Regions from separate parts of the Hordeum vulgare genome. Here region 1 is linked to region 2. A link is a contact called in public Hi-C data. All regions are on one chromosome and are shown on one strand. The core of a region is the stretch at or near the end of the contact, and the rest is flanking DNA. Distances in the headings are between cores, read along the strand shown.

What was found. A called contact is a pair of places that touch in the nucleus more often than the background predicts.
Region 1: a contact with region 2 is called in a Hi-C map of seedling, with 4 times the contacts expected there. The contact joins the promoter of LOC123411024 here to the promoter of LOC123413551 in region 2. A contact is called at or near these places in 2 of 6 Hi-C or Micro-C datasets (leaf and seedling).

Annotation. Positions count from the first base shown.
Region 1 is chr7H:415,448,391-415,454,352 of MorexV3_pseudomolecules_assembly, reverse strand. LOC123411024 (protein NONRESPONDING TO OXYLIPINS 2, mitochondrial-like) reads left to right here and starts at 2,578. Exons shown (of 3, transcript XM_045103938.1): 1 at 2,578-2,758; 2 at 2,840-2,961; 3 at 4,422-4,781. The coding sequence starts at 2,634. The coding sequence ends at 4,441. It also overlaps the pseudogene LOC123411023.
Region 2 is chr7H:415,052,471-415,058,271 of MorexV3_pseudomolecules_assembly, reverse strand. It overlaps LOC123413551 (glyceraldehyde-3-phosphate dehydrogenase 1, cytosolic), which reads left to right and starts at 2,448. Exons shown (of 12, transcript XM_045106483.1): 1 at 2,448-2,600; 2 at 2,713-2,736; 3 at 2,842-2,942; 4 at 3,241-3,356; 5 at 3,436-3,535; 6 at 4,024-4,170; 7 at 4,258-4,318; 8 at 4,399-4,496; 9 at 4,737-4,879; 10 at 5,030-5,113; 11 at 5,204-5,293; 12 at 5,388-5,673. The coding sequence starts at 2,597. The coding sequence ends at 5,433.

The sequences.
Region 1 (5,962 bases), core at 1,329-3,828, 400 kb before region 2:
TTGGCCTCCGAATCGGAAATGGTGGGTTTAACCACTAAAGCCGGTTCGGGTGAACTTCTAAGACCATCAATTAATTCCTTAAGCATGGTTTTGACTTCGCTCGTCAAGGACGTCTTGAGGGCTGCCATAGCCGTATTCAAGTCGTCCCTTGTGACCGAAGTCAAGTCCATGCCCTCGGGTTGCCCATGGTTCACTTCCTCTTCGCCTTCCATACTCTTCGGGTGGTTAGACCCTTAATAAAGAGACCTGGCTCTGATACCAATTGAAAGGATCGATATGGTTGGCTAGAGGGGGGGGGGGGTGAATAGACAACGACCACTTTTTAATTAATCTTAGCAAGTTAAGGTAAACACTATACGAGTTCACAAATAATATGACAATGAGGTGAACCCTATAGAAGCTAACAACGAGAGCTATTAAGACTACTAAGATATAGTCACACGCGAAAGCAAACACAAAGTAAAGGATAGAGATAACCACAAGTGGAACCGATGGAGACGAGGATGTGTTACCGAAGTTCCTTCCCTTTGACAGGAAGTACGTCTCCGTTGGAGCGGTGTGGAGGCACAATGCTCCCCAAAAAGCCACTAAGGCCACCGTATTCTCCTCACGACCTCTCACGATGCAAGGTACCGCGATTCCACTATAGGTGCCCTTGAAGGCGGCGACCGAACCTTTACAAACAAGGTTGGGGCAACTCCACACAAAGCTTGGAGGCTCCCAACAAGACCACGAAGCTTCACCACAATGGAATATGGCTTCGAGGTGACCTCAACCGTCTAGGATGCTCAAACACCCAAGAGTAACAAGATCCGCAAGGGATAGGTGGGGGAATCAACTTTTCTCTCGGTGGAAGTGTGAATCTAGGCCTTCTCAACCAATCCCTAAAGAATCAACAAGTTTGATTGGCTAGGGAGAGAGATCGGGCACTTTTAAGCTTGTGGAGCAACAATGGAGCTTAGAGAGGTAAGAGATAGGGTTCCGCAGCTAGAAGAACCCTTTATATAGTGGGGGGAAAATTCAGACCGTTTTCCCACTCTCTGCCCGAGATCCAGCGGTACTACCGCTGGTAAGGAGCGGTACTACCGCTGTCTGGCGGTACTACCGCTGCATGCAGCGGTACTACCGCTGGGGCTTCCAGCGGTACTACCGCTGGAGCAGCGGTACTACCGCTGGCCCTTGGTAGTGTATAAACACTACAACCGCCGAGAAAGTCTTCGCAAAAGGGTCCGTCCACGAACTACCGCTAGGCAGGTGGAACAGGGCACCTGGAGCGGTACTACCGTTGACCAGGGGCGGTACTACCGCTGGCCAACGGTACTACCGCTGCACAGGGGCGGTACTACCGCCAGCCAGCGGTACTACCGCTGGCTGCAGCGGTACTACCGCTGGCCGTCCAGCGGTACTACCGCTGGGACCAGCGGTACTACCGCTGGGGACCATTTTGCCGAGACGCAAAGAACAAACAGGCGAGGGCCACTCCAAGGAAAAAGGAAAGGGAGAAAATAGAGGTGTGCGTGTGCTAAGATAGATTCCACCCAAACCTTTCCACTACGGATCCCCTCTTAATAGTACGGCTTTCCTATGACTCAAATGAAGAGAATCTAGGATAGCGCCGTGCTTCCGTTCCCGAAGAGAGGAGTCGTGTCGTCTTGTGCCGTTGACGAATGTTGCCTGAAACCTTGACACACACGATTAGTCCTGTACGGTACTGTCATCAATCACCAAAATTACTTACGCATAAATTATGCCTCAACAGCGATCGATCGGGAGTTTTTGTTAGCGACGAGGAGTTTTCGTTAGCGACGAAGTTTCGTTAACAACATAATTAGGCCGTTGATTAAATGATTAGACGGCTGAGATTGTGATTTGGATCTGCCCTCTCGTGCTTTTATTAGTAGAGATGATTAGACGGCTGAGATTGTGATTTGGATCTGCCCTCTCGTGCTTTTATTAGTAGATGAAGTTATGGTTATTTCCACGATTGTTAAACAACTACATAGTCTTGCTTATACTTTTGTTCATTTTAAAAAGGACAACCCGATGCATATAGCTCCCGCTTGCGTAGGGTTTGGGAAAGGGTCCGAATAATTTGTGTCTATTGTACGCAGCTTTTTTCTACATTTCTGCAAGAGGCTGTTTTTAGAACTTGAATCCGTGACCTCATAGTCACAAGACAGCAGCCTTACCACTGCGCCAAAGCTCCTCTTCACTTTTGTTGATATATTTTCTTCCTAGGACGAACAATAAAAAATACACTTTTTGAGTAAAAAAATGGAGTACATGGTAATACGTGTGTTACACGTGCAGGCTGACTATCAAAATGGGACAGGGGTAACCCTTTTCTTTAAAAAAAAATTTACTCTCCATGACACTGAGAGACGTCCAATATGATACTCAATGTTTTTTTTTCTTAAAGATGGATGAGACATTACACAAAAACAAACGAAACGGACAAGGCGGCCTAATATCTTCTAAAACGGCCCTGGGTTAGTTGCACCATTGTTTGGGCCCAGTTTAGGTTTCTTCGAGTCCATTCAAGTGCCTGCCCGGCCCGGCTTAACTATTAGTAGCCCACACACCATTTTCTCACACATTTTTCCGCTTTTCCTCCATCGCAGGAAACGACCACGATGGCGTCTTTCTGCCGCTCCGCCGCCGCCGCGGCCAGGTCGGCTGCGCTCCGGTCCAAGTCCCGGATCGCGAGCCCGTTCCCGGCGACGAGGTCTCCCGTTGCCGCCGCTCCTCGCCTCCGCAGGTCATTCCTGAAATCCTCAACCCTTGTGTCGTCTCACCGCTAAACCCGAGAGTTTTCCAATCCTGCTGCTCCTTCTCTCAGGTCCGCGGTGAAGATGCTGGCGGGCGCGGAGTCGCTTATGCCGCTCCACAGCGCGGTGGCTGGCGCGCGGCTACGGTCGTGCATCGCCGCCGACTCCTCCTGCTGGAGCTACCTCTCCCAAGGTGAAGACAACCCCCTGCATCCAGTTCCTTGTATTTCTGTTACAATTGAATGTTAAGTCGTGCTAGTTTGATTAGTCGTGCTTGTATTGAGGATTTTCTACTATGTAATGCTGGAATTGCAATGCTTTGTTTACGGAGGGACTAGTCAGTTGAGATGTGTTAAGTTCTAGGATATGATATTTCTGCGCAATTTGTTTTAGCGTGTGCGCATAAGATCTATCATTAGTTCATTGCATTGGTGCGATCGTGTGTAAAGCTGATGGATTTATCAGTTCATGTATGGGGCTGCTTTATGGATTCCAGTTAGCCTTGAAGAGCATTCCCATGCTTATCCATGGTAAATTATAAATAAGATGTGAATATTTCTGTCTCTATGCCTGTATATGTTATGTTTATGTACTTGGCAAGCTAAGCACTATTGTTTGTTAGCAAGTAAGAGCAAATGATAAATTTCTCGGTATGTTGCCTTTAGCTGGATATGTATATCTGTTTATTGTCTAGTTGTGCTTCTTCTTGCATAAGGGTTTTAACTAGATATGCACAGATTTTCATTGTATCTTGGAGATGACAAGGTTCCAGAATTATTGTGCCCATTTTTCTTCTTCGTTAATGGTGTTTTCTAATCCGAGGAGTCAGTTTCCAAAATTCATCCTCGGCATATTTAAAGCTATTCAGTTTGACTATATGAAAACTATATCACTAGTTTCTTAAAGTTTTCAATAATCTTATAACTTATACTAATGTATATGCTGTATAATGAACAAAAATGTGTCTCAGAACTGTGAAAAGTGAAAGTATGTTACATCATTTAAAAAAGAATAGAGGAAGTAACTTTCAGTATATAATACATTAATTTCACACTTGTTGTTTACTTACATTCTCATTTCTGTTTTGGTAATCATCCTGGTAGGTTTGATCAAGCGCATCTGATAATGGCTAGGAGTGTAATGTTGAAGAGCATGGATCACTTGCTCCTGTGTCATTTTCAAGATATTTTCTTTCTTCTCTGAAGAATATGATATGTCAGTGTACATTAATCGAATTTTATTGAAAAAGTTGCAACCTAATCTGTTGGTGACTCGTTCACAACTATCGTTTAATTTCAATCTATGCAATAACAGAGTTACCGCAGGTCCTTGACGTAATGTTTGTTTTGTGGACACCTTGAATTTTAACACTGGGTGGCATTACGTTGTTTGTCGTTTTCCAGTCTTGCGTGTATATTGGCGGGTCATTTGGGTGTTTTAAATTCATCTTATGTGTGCCGTTCCTACAAAGACAAAAACTCCTACAAATTGAAAAGCCCAGGTCAAAATCCTACAGCGGTGATCATTTTTTACAATTCCTTTTGTTTATTTGTTGTTCTTCATTTTGCTTTCTGATATTCAGTAAGGAGCCTTCTCTTTTTCTTCTTCTCCTCTCATTGAGCTTTGTTGTTTTGTTTTGATACAACGGATTAGACTTTGCTCTTCCTCGGTGACGAAGGCTGAAGAGGTGGGCATCCTACTAGGAACAGCACTCAGGATGGATCTTGTTTCCCTGTTAGATGCCCGGCTTGGTGAGTCCATGGCTGCAGAGATACTGAACTTTGGTTGGTGACTCGGTGTTCGGGTGCGTTCTTTAACTAGTAGGGTTTCCTGGTGGCTGAAATGTCCTTTTCTCTGTATCAACTGTTATCTCGTGCCTAATCTGAACATGAGTTTCGTTCTTCATGAAGACAAATGGTGAAGTCTCTTCTTCATCCTGATCACGCGGCCACCTGACTCTTTGTTATTTTCCTAAAAATAAAAATCTCATGCTGACGGACCAGGTTATTTTTTCGGCCGGCTTGCCATTATTATCCAGTGATTATGATTAGTTAAGTTAGCAGACTGCATCAGGTATATTATTTTCTGTTTGGCTGGCTTATGTTTGTCCTATATAGTTACCTGTTACTTTGCCGGCCTACCTGTCCCCTCACATCGAATCAATAATCCGTCCAAATTTCCCCAATTGGAGAAGCAAGGAGGCGGTACTACTTAAGAAGTGAGCTGATGCATTCTCTTATCTTTACGTGCTATCTTCCAGTTCTTGCATTTGCCAACTAGTCTACCAGTAGTGTGCTCCGGCACCGGTGATGGCCAAGATCACAGCAACAGCCACATATGCTTTCTTCATCTTCTTCTCCTTCGCTTGCTTCCTGCCTCCTCTTGCTGTGTCCTTGTCCTTCGACTACCCGACTTTTGGCTCGGATGACCAGAAGGCCATCAGGATAGAAGGCAACGCTTCCTTCAGTGTCGGGCACATCGACATTAGCGCCAACAACTGGGATGTCCGTAAGAGCCAGGGGCGGGCATCATACAATGCCCAGCCAATGTTGCTCTGGGATGGGCACACAGGGGAGGTGGCCAGCTTCACCACCACTTTCTCCTTCATCATCAAGCCCAAGTTCAACAGCACCAGGGGGGCTGGCATGGCTTTCTTCCTTGCCAGCTACCCGTCGAGCTTACCGACTGGGTCAGCAGGTTACTACAACCTCGGTCTCACGAACCAAAAAGATGGCACTATGGCGCCCGGTGACAACCGGTTCGTGGCGGTGGAATTCGACACCTCCAATGAGACCGAGGTATCAGATCCCAACACCACGTTGGCATCAACATCAACTCGTTAAAATCGGTGAAAACATTGCCCTTGCCGAACTTCAGCCTCATTGGAAACATGACTGCCGCAATCCAGTATGACAACATTTCAAGTATCATGTCTGTGACACTATGGCTTGGTGATGACCATGGCCCGAGTTACAGCCTTAGCTCCAAGGTTGATCTCAAGAGCGCATTGCCGGAGCTGGTTGCCGTTGGCTTCTCGGCGTCGACGGGCAAATCCTTTGAGCTGCATCAATTGCTTTCTTGGCACTTCAACTCATCGTTGCAGGGCAAGACAGCAACAGTAGTAGCGCCGCCGGTACTACCACCACCCTCCTCGAGAACTTCCAGTTCCGGAGTCGTAGCGGGAGCCGTTGCTG
Region 2 (5,801 bases), core at 1,199-3,698:
GCTGGGAAAAACGACGGGGTGTGGAGAAAAACGACGGGCTGTGGTGTGTATCGAATACGGGCCTGTTACAGGTGTAAACTCGAAAATCAGTGTAAATTTTATGACCAAAAACGATCAACCAAGCAGCCCATCTGTATTTTTCTTACATGGGTATATTTTACAAGTGTTTCATGCCCAAAACGACGAACCGGCCTTGAAAAATGCGGTGACGGAGGTAAGAAATAAAGGCATGTTTGGTTCATGACTAACTTTGCCACAACTAACCTTAGATAAAGTGTGGCTGCCACAAAAAGTGTGGCAAGATTTGGCAAAAAATTAAGTCTATGACATGTGGACCATATATCTATAGAAGTATGGCAAGCCACAAATGTGACAATGAACCAAACACATGCCTAAAGTATTGTGGCATGACTAAGATTAGGTGACAATGAACCAAACAATCTGGTATACAAATGTGACAATGAACCATACAATCTTAAGCTGGAACCAAACAGCCCCTAAGTAAATAACCGTGGGCGCCGCCGCACATCGGTCGGGCGCGGCGATCGGTGCTCGCGGGAACCCGACAAACGATGAGCGTGACATTTTCCTAACTTGCATCGAGCGTGCGCGGTGACGAAGCAGTGACCAAAGCAAGCAGGCTGCTAAACTGAGAGCGGATAGTAAATTCGGAGAAGCGTCTGGAAAGGCAGCGGGCATATATGCCAGCATATTCGCTGCTACTGCCCGGTGGCAGGCCGGAAATTATCCGCACCGAGGGACGGGCATATCCGGCCATCATCCTTCCTCTCGATGCGCAGCTGGTCGTCGTCGTAGACCCCACCGCGCCACGCGACGCCCGTCGGCCGTTGCGCGCAGATCTCGGGATCCTCAGTGCCCGCCCATTCCTGTCGCCGTTCCGTTTCACGTGCGGTGCCCGCGGTCCTCAGCAATTCGAAAAGGAATCACGTGTCCTGCCCCAGCAGCGCAAGTGCCCAACCGAACATGGAAAAGCGTCGAGCCACCAAAGACGCTAGAGACATCTACGCCACAGAGGATCCCGGGCAGCCGGATTCCACACCGTCCGCGTCGGACAAACACGCGGGGGTCGCCGCCGCTTGCCGTCGTCGGCGGCCACCCAACCTTCTGGACCACACCTGCTATCTATCCCAGTCACAGCCACAGAACCAACCAGACGGAGCCACGTAGGCAGAGCACCATTCACGCCCCAAGCAAAACGAGCAATTTCCCCTTCATCAAACCAAAGATCAAAGCCCGCTTGGCGTTCGTTCGTTGGTTTAGCCGCATCTTCTATTTTTAAATAGCTAGACCTCATTATTCAATTTCCTCTTCATACAACAATAACATATTATCAAATCATGCATGTAATCTTAAGTTTTTTTTTCATTATTTTTTTCGTGCAAAACACATCTTCATGCATTAATTTGTTTAGATAATTAAGCAAGATATCTTTAAAATGACTTTTTATATTAACATTATTTTTTTAATATTTATTCATATATCGTTTAACAAATTTTCTATGCACGGGGCATTGTCTAGTTATTGAAAAGCCGAGTATTTTTCTCCAGGCACCGGAAGGAAAGCAAAAATGCCTTGCTCTTTCTTGCGCGAGAAACCACGCCGCACAGCACGGACGGCAGCAAATGCTCGGTGCTCCTCGCATTGCTTTCCTTTCTTGCCCGAGAAACCACGGGCGGCCAGCCACCAGGCGCGTACCTACCTCCAGGCCTCGCGATGACACGTGGGCCATGCAGTCGGCGGGGCCCACGGCTCATCGGGACGGCCAGAGGGCTCTGCCCTGTGGACTGTGGAGAAAGCTGTGGAAGGGACAGGTCACCCGCGCACCTTGCGCGAAATCAATTCGTCTGTATTTGTTTAGCCTGTCCGTAACGAAAGTATCATATATATATATATATATATATATATATATATATATATATATATATATATATATATATATATATATATATATATATATATATATATATATATAGTACTCCCTCTGTTTTTAAATATAAGTATTTAAAAAAGTTTCATTAATGTATTATATATGGATGTATATAGACATATTTTAGAGTGTAGATTCATTCATTTTGCTTCGTATGTAGACTCCTAATAAAACATCTTAAAAGACTTATATTTAAAAACGAAAGGAGTATCATGCATGCCAACTAAACAATTTTGATGAAGTGACATAGAATTAAATGAAGAAAGAGATGATTTTTTGAGGTAAGAAAAGAGAGGGTTGAGTATCATATACTGATACCGTATCATATAAAATGATATACTACTATGTGTCTTTCATGCCAATAAATAAACTATCCTATAATACAAACATATGATACTAAGCATTACGGATGCACTATCATTAATATCATATACTACGTGATACTAATATATCATACTACGCATTAAAACCAGCCTTAGCCTCCTCGATATTCCATTTCGCCTTTTCCTCTCCTGGGCTCCTGGCTTTATAAAACCGGCCGCTTAAACCCTCCCCACCTCTCCATATCCGCTTCCAGACACTTCCCCCGTCCCCAGCGAACCTCCCCACCACCATCTCGCGTCGCGGCGTCAGTTCCACTCCTTCGCCATGGGTAAATCGCTCGTCGATTTCCTGCCGCTTCTTCTCCTGATCTGAACGACGCTTGTTTTTTGCTGATCGATTTTGCTCTTCTGCTCTTTCTGCTTGGTTTGGGGCGCATGCAGGCAAGATTAAGATCGGAATCAACGGTGAGTTTTCTGTCTCCTTCTCGCGCTCGCATCTAGGTTCACCGATCGGTGCTGGTGTGACCGTGTGGGTGCCTCTGTTTTGATCTGGTGTCTGTTTCTGCTCAGGTTTCGGAAGGATCGGGAGGCTCGTCGCCAGGGTCGCACTCCAGAGCGACGATGTCGAGCTCGTCGCCGTCAACGACCCCTTCATCACCACCGAGTACATGGTATGCCACTCGATCTGCGATTTCCACCCGCTCTGGTAGCTAGATCTGGTGGTCTAAAATGTTTGTGGGGTTTTACCTGTGATTTCTTCTGTTAGCATACCTGCTTCTGTTGTTCCATGAGGCCTGCTTCTGCTTCTGTGATCTGTTTGTTTGCTTGCCTGATTATGCTAGTAGTATTAGTCGGCCTCTGTAGCATGCCTTCAGATATCATGATCCTCTACCGCAAAAAGAGATATCATGATTCTGCTCGGTTGGTTTGTTTAATTGAGTTGAATTCTGTGGTTCGCGTGATGTGCAGACGTACATGTTCAAGTACGACACAGTTCACGGCCATTGGAAGCACAGTGACATCAAGCTCAAAGACGACAAGACGCTGCTCTTCGGCGAGAAGCCAGTTACTGTCTTTGGCGTCAGGTAGTATTGATATTATAGCCTTTTCGGAAGGTTTGTGTCTGTTAAGTTATCAAGCTAATGTTTGATGTTCTCTTGACAGGAACCCTGAGGAGATCCCGTGGGGTGAGGCTGGTGCTGATTACGTTGTGGAGTCCACCGGTGTCTTCACTGACAAGGACAAGGCCGCTGCTCACTTGAAGGTATAACTGACGTTCTGGTTTTCGCTCATTCACACATTAGTTCCGAGCTATATATATGTGCCTTTTCTGATCCTTTGAATACGAGGCTGAGAAAGAATCCATTTGTATTATTGAATTTCAATTAGAAAATGTGTCCTGCTCCATATATATTTATTTCTTCTTAGTGTGTGAAAACATGATAAAAAATGAACACACACAGGGGAGTGTAAAGCAGAGTGTAATGCCGTTTGTTCTGAATTGTTTTGTGTGTTTGGTTGCTTCAGGTGTGCTAGTAGTAAACACTGAATTCATGGTAGTCCACTCAGTATCACAGTGACCATCAATTTTATTGGTTTATCTCAAATGCTGGGTTATTCTAGTAGCTTATTTTAATTATTTTTTGGTGCTAGCTGTATAAGAGTGCCACTGTTCTTCAGGGACTTAGCTTTTGCAATGTATTTCCAACACTAGTGAAGTGATTATAACTTGCATTGTTCATTGAATATTAGGGTGGTGCCAAGAAGGTGGTCATCTCTGCCCCAAGCAAAGATGCCCCTATGTTTGTGGTTGGTGTCAATGAGGACAAGTACACCTCGGATGTTAACATTGTCTCAAATGCTAGCTGCACCACTAACTGCCTTGCTCCCCTAGCTAAGGTATGTTCTGTTTCTGGTCATCATCTTACCTTCACTACTACTGGGATTGTGGTTCATTTTGTAATGATGTTTATTATCATTCATCAGGTCATTAATGACAACTTTGGTATTATTGAGGGTCTGATGACCACTGTTCATGCCATCACTGGTAAGATATTGTTGGCTGTGCTCTCAAGTTATCTGCCTTAGTAATCTCATTAACTTGACATTGGTGAACTTGCCTCTCAGCCACACAGAAGACCGTTGATGGTCCCTCAAGCAAGGACTGGAGAGGTGGCAGGGCCGCAAGCTTTAACATCATCCCCAGCAGCACTGGTGCTGCCAAGGTATGCAACCAATAGCATTGTGCATTTGTTTTCAGACACTGTTTTGAATGGATTGCTTACTTCTTTACCTATTGCTTATGTTGTGCATATTGGGTCCATGTTTTTCTTTGGAGATTATTCTATGATTGTGAAATGATACACTAAACATTGTGCATGCTTATTTCATTTGTGAGCTCCCAGTGGACTTGATCAATTGATTGCAGTTTTGTTCTATTGACCTAATGCTATGATGGGTTTCAGGCTGTTGGTAAGGTTCTTCCTGAGCTGAATGGCAAGCTTACCGGTATGTCTTTCCGGGTTCCCACTGTGGATGTGTCAGTTGTTGATCTCACTGTTAGAACCGAGAAGGCTGCATCATATGATGACATCAAGAAGGCTATCAAGTAAGTCTTTGATCTTGGGGCATCTCCTATGAGAAGTAGAAGAGTTGTTGAGAAAGTCCTGCTTATAATTCCTGCCTGCCTGCGCATGTGTGACGATTCTACGAATATCGTTCCCAGATGTCACTAATAGAGTACGCAAATTATTTTCAGGGCTGCTTCCGAGGGAAAGCTCAAGGGTATCATGGGTTACGTTGAGGAAGATTTGGTCTCCACCGACTTCGTTGGTGACAGCAGGTATGCTCAATGTCGTAATGCTGCTGGCAAAAGCTACCGAGCGTTATCAGATAGTAACTGTTCTCCATTCTATATTTTATCATTTATTAGGTCCAGCATCTTTGATGCTAAGGCTGGAATTGCTCTGAACGACCATTTCGTCAAGCTTGTCTCGTGGTATGACAACGAGTGGGGTTACAGGTGAGTTGCCATAATGGATTTATTTCTACAACCTGCTGTCCAATGTCTATTTCATCGATTCATTCTGTAACACTTTGAATTTTTTCCTCTGCAGCAACCGTGTTGTCGACCTGATCCGCCACATGGCCAAGACCCAGTAGAGCGTTCTGCTTTCCTTGTGGCGCCTGGTCAGAGGTGCCCCTTTGTCTATGGGAATAAATGTGGATGGTGTCGCTAGACGCCTGGTTCATGTTAGTTGGACATGAGTTACCATCTGTTTTTCCGCACCGAGTTGCTAGTCAAGTACTCTTGATTTATGTAAATCGTTCAGTCCATTTACAACTTCTGTTTGCCTGAGTAAGTGTTTGATGTTTACAGCCTGAGTAAGTGTTTGATGTTTACAACTTCTGTCTTGCTTTTGGTTTGTTTGAGATTGTCGTTAGTTCAGATGTTTGATGCTGCGATCCTTGTTGAGTACTACTCCCGTCCCATAATATAAGAACGTTTTTTTTAAGCAAATATAGCTTGA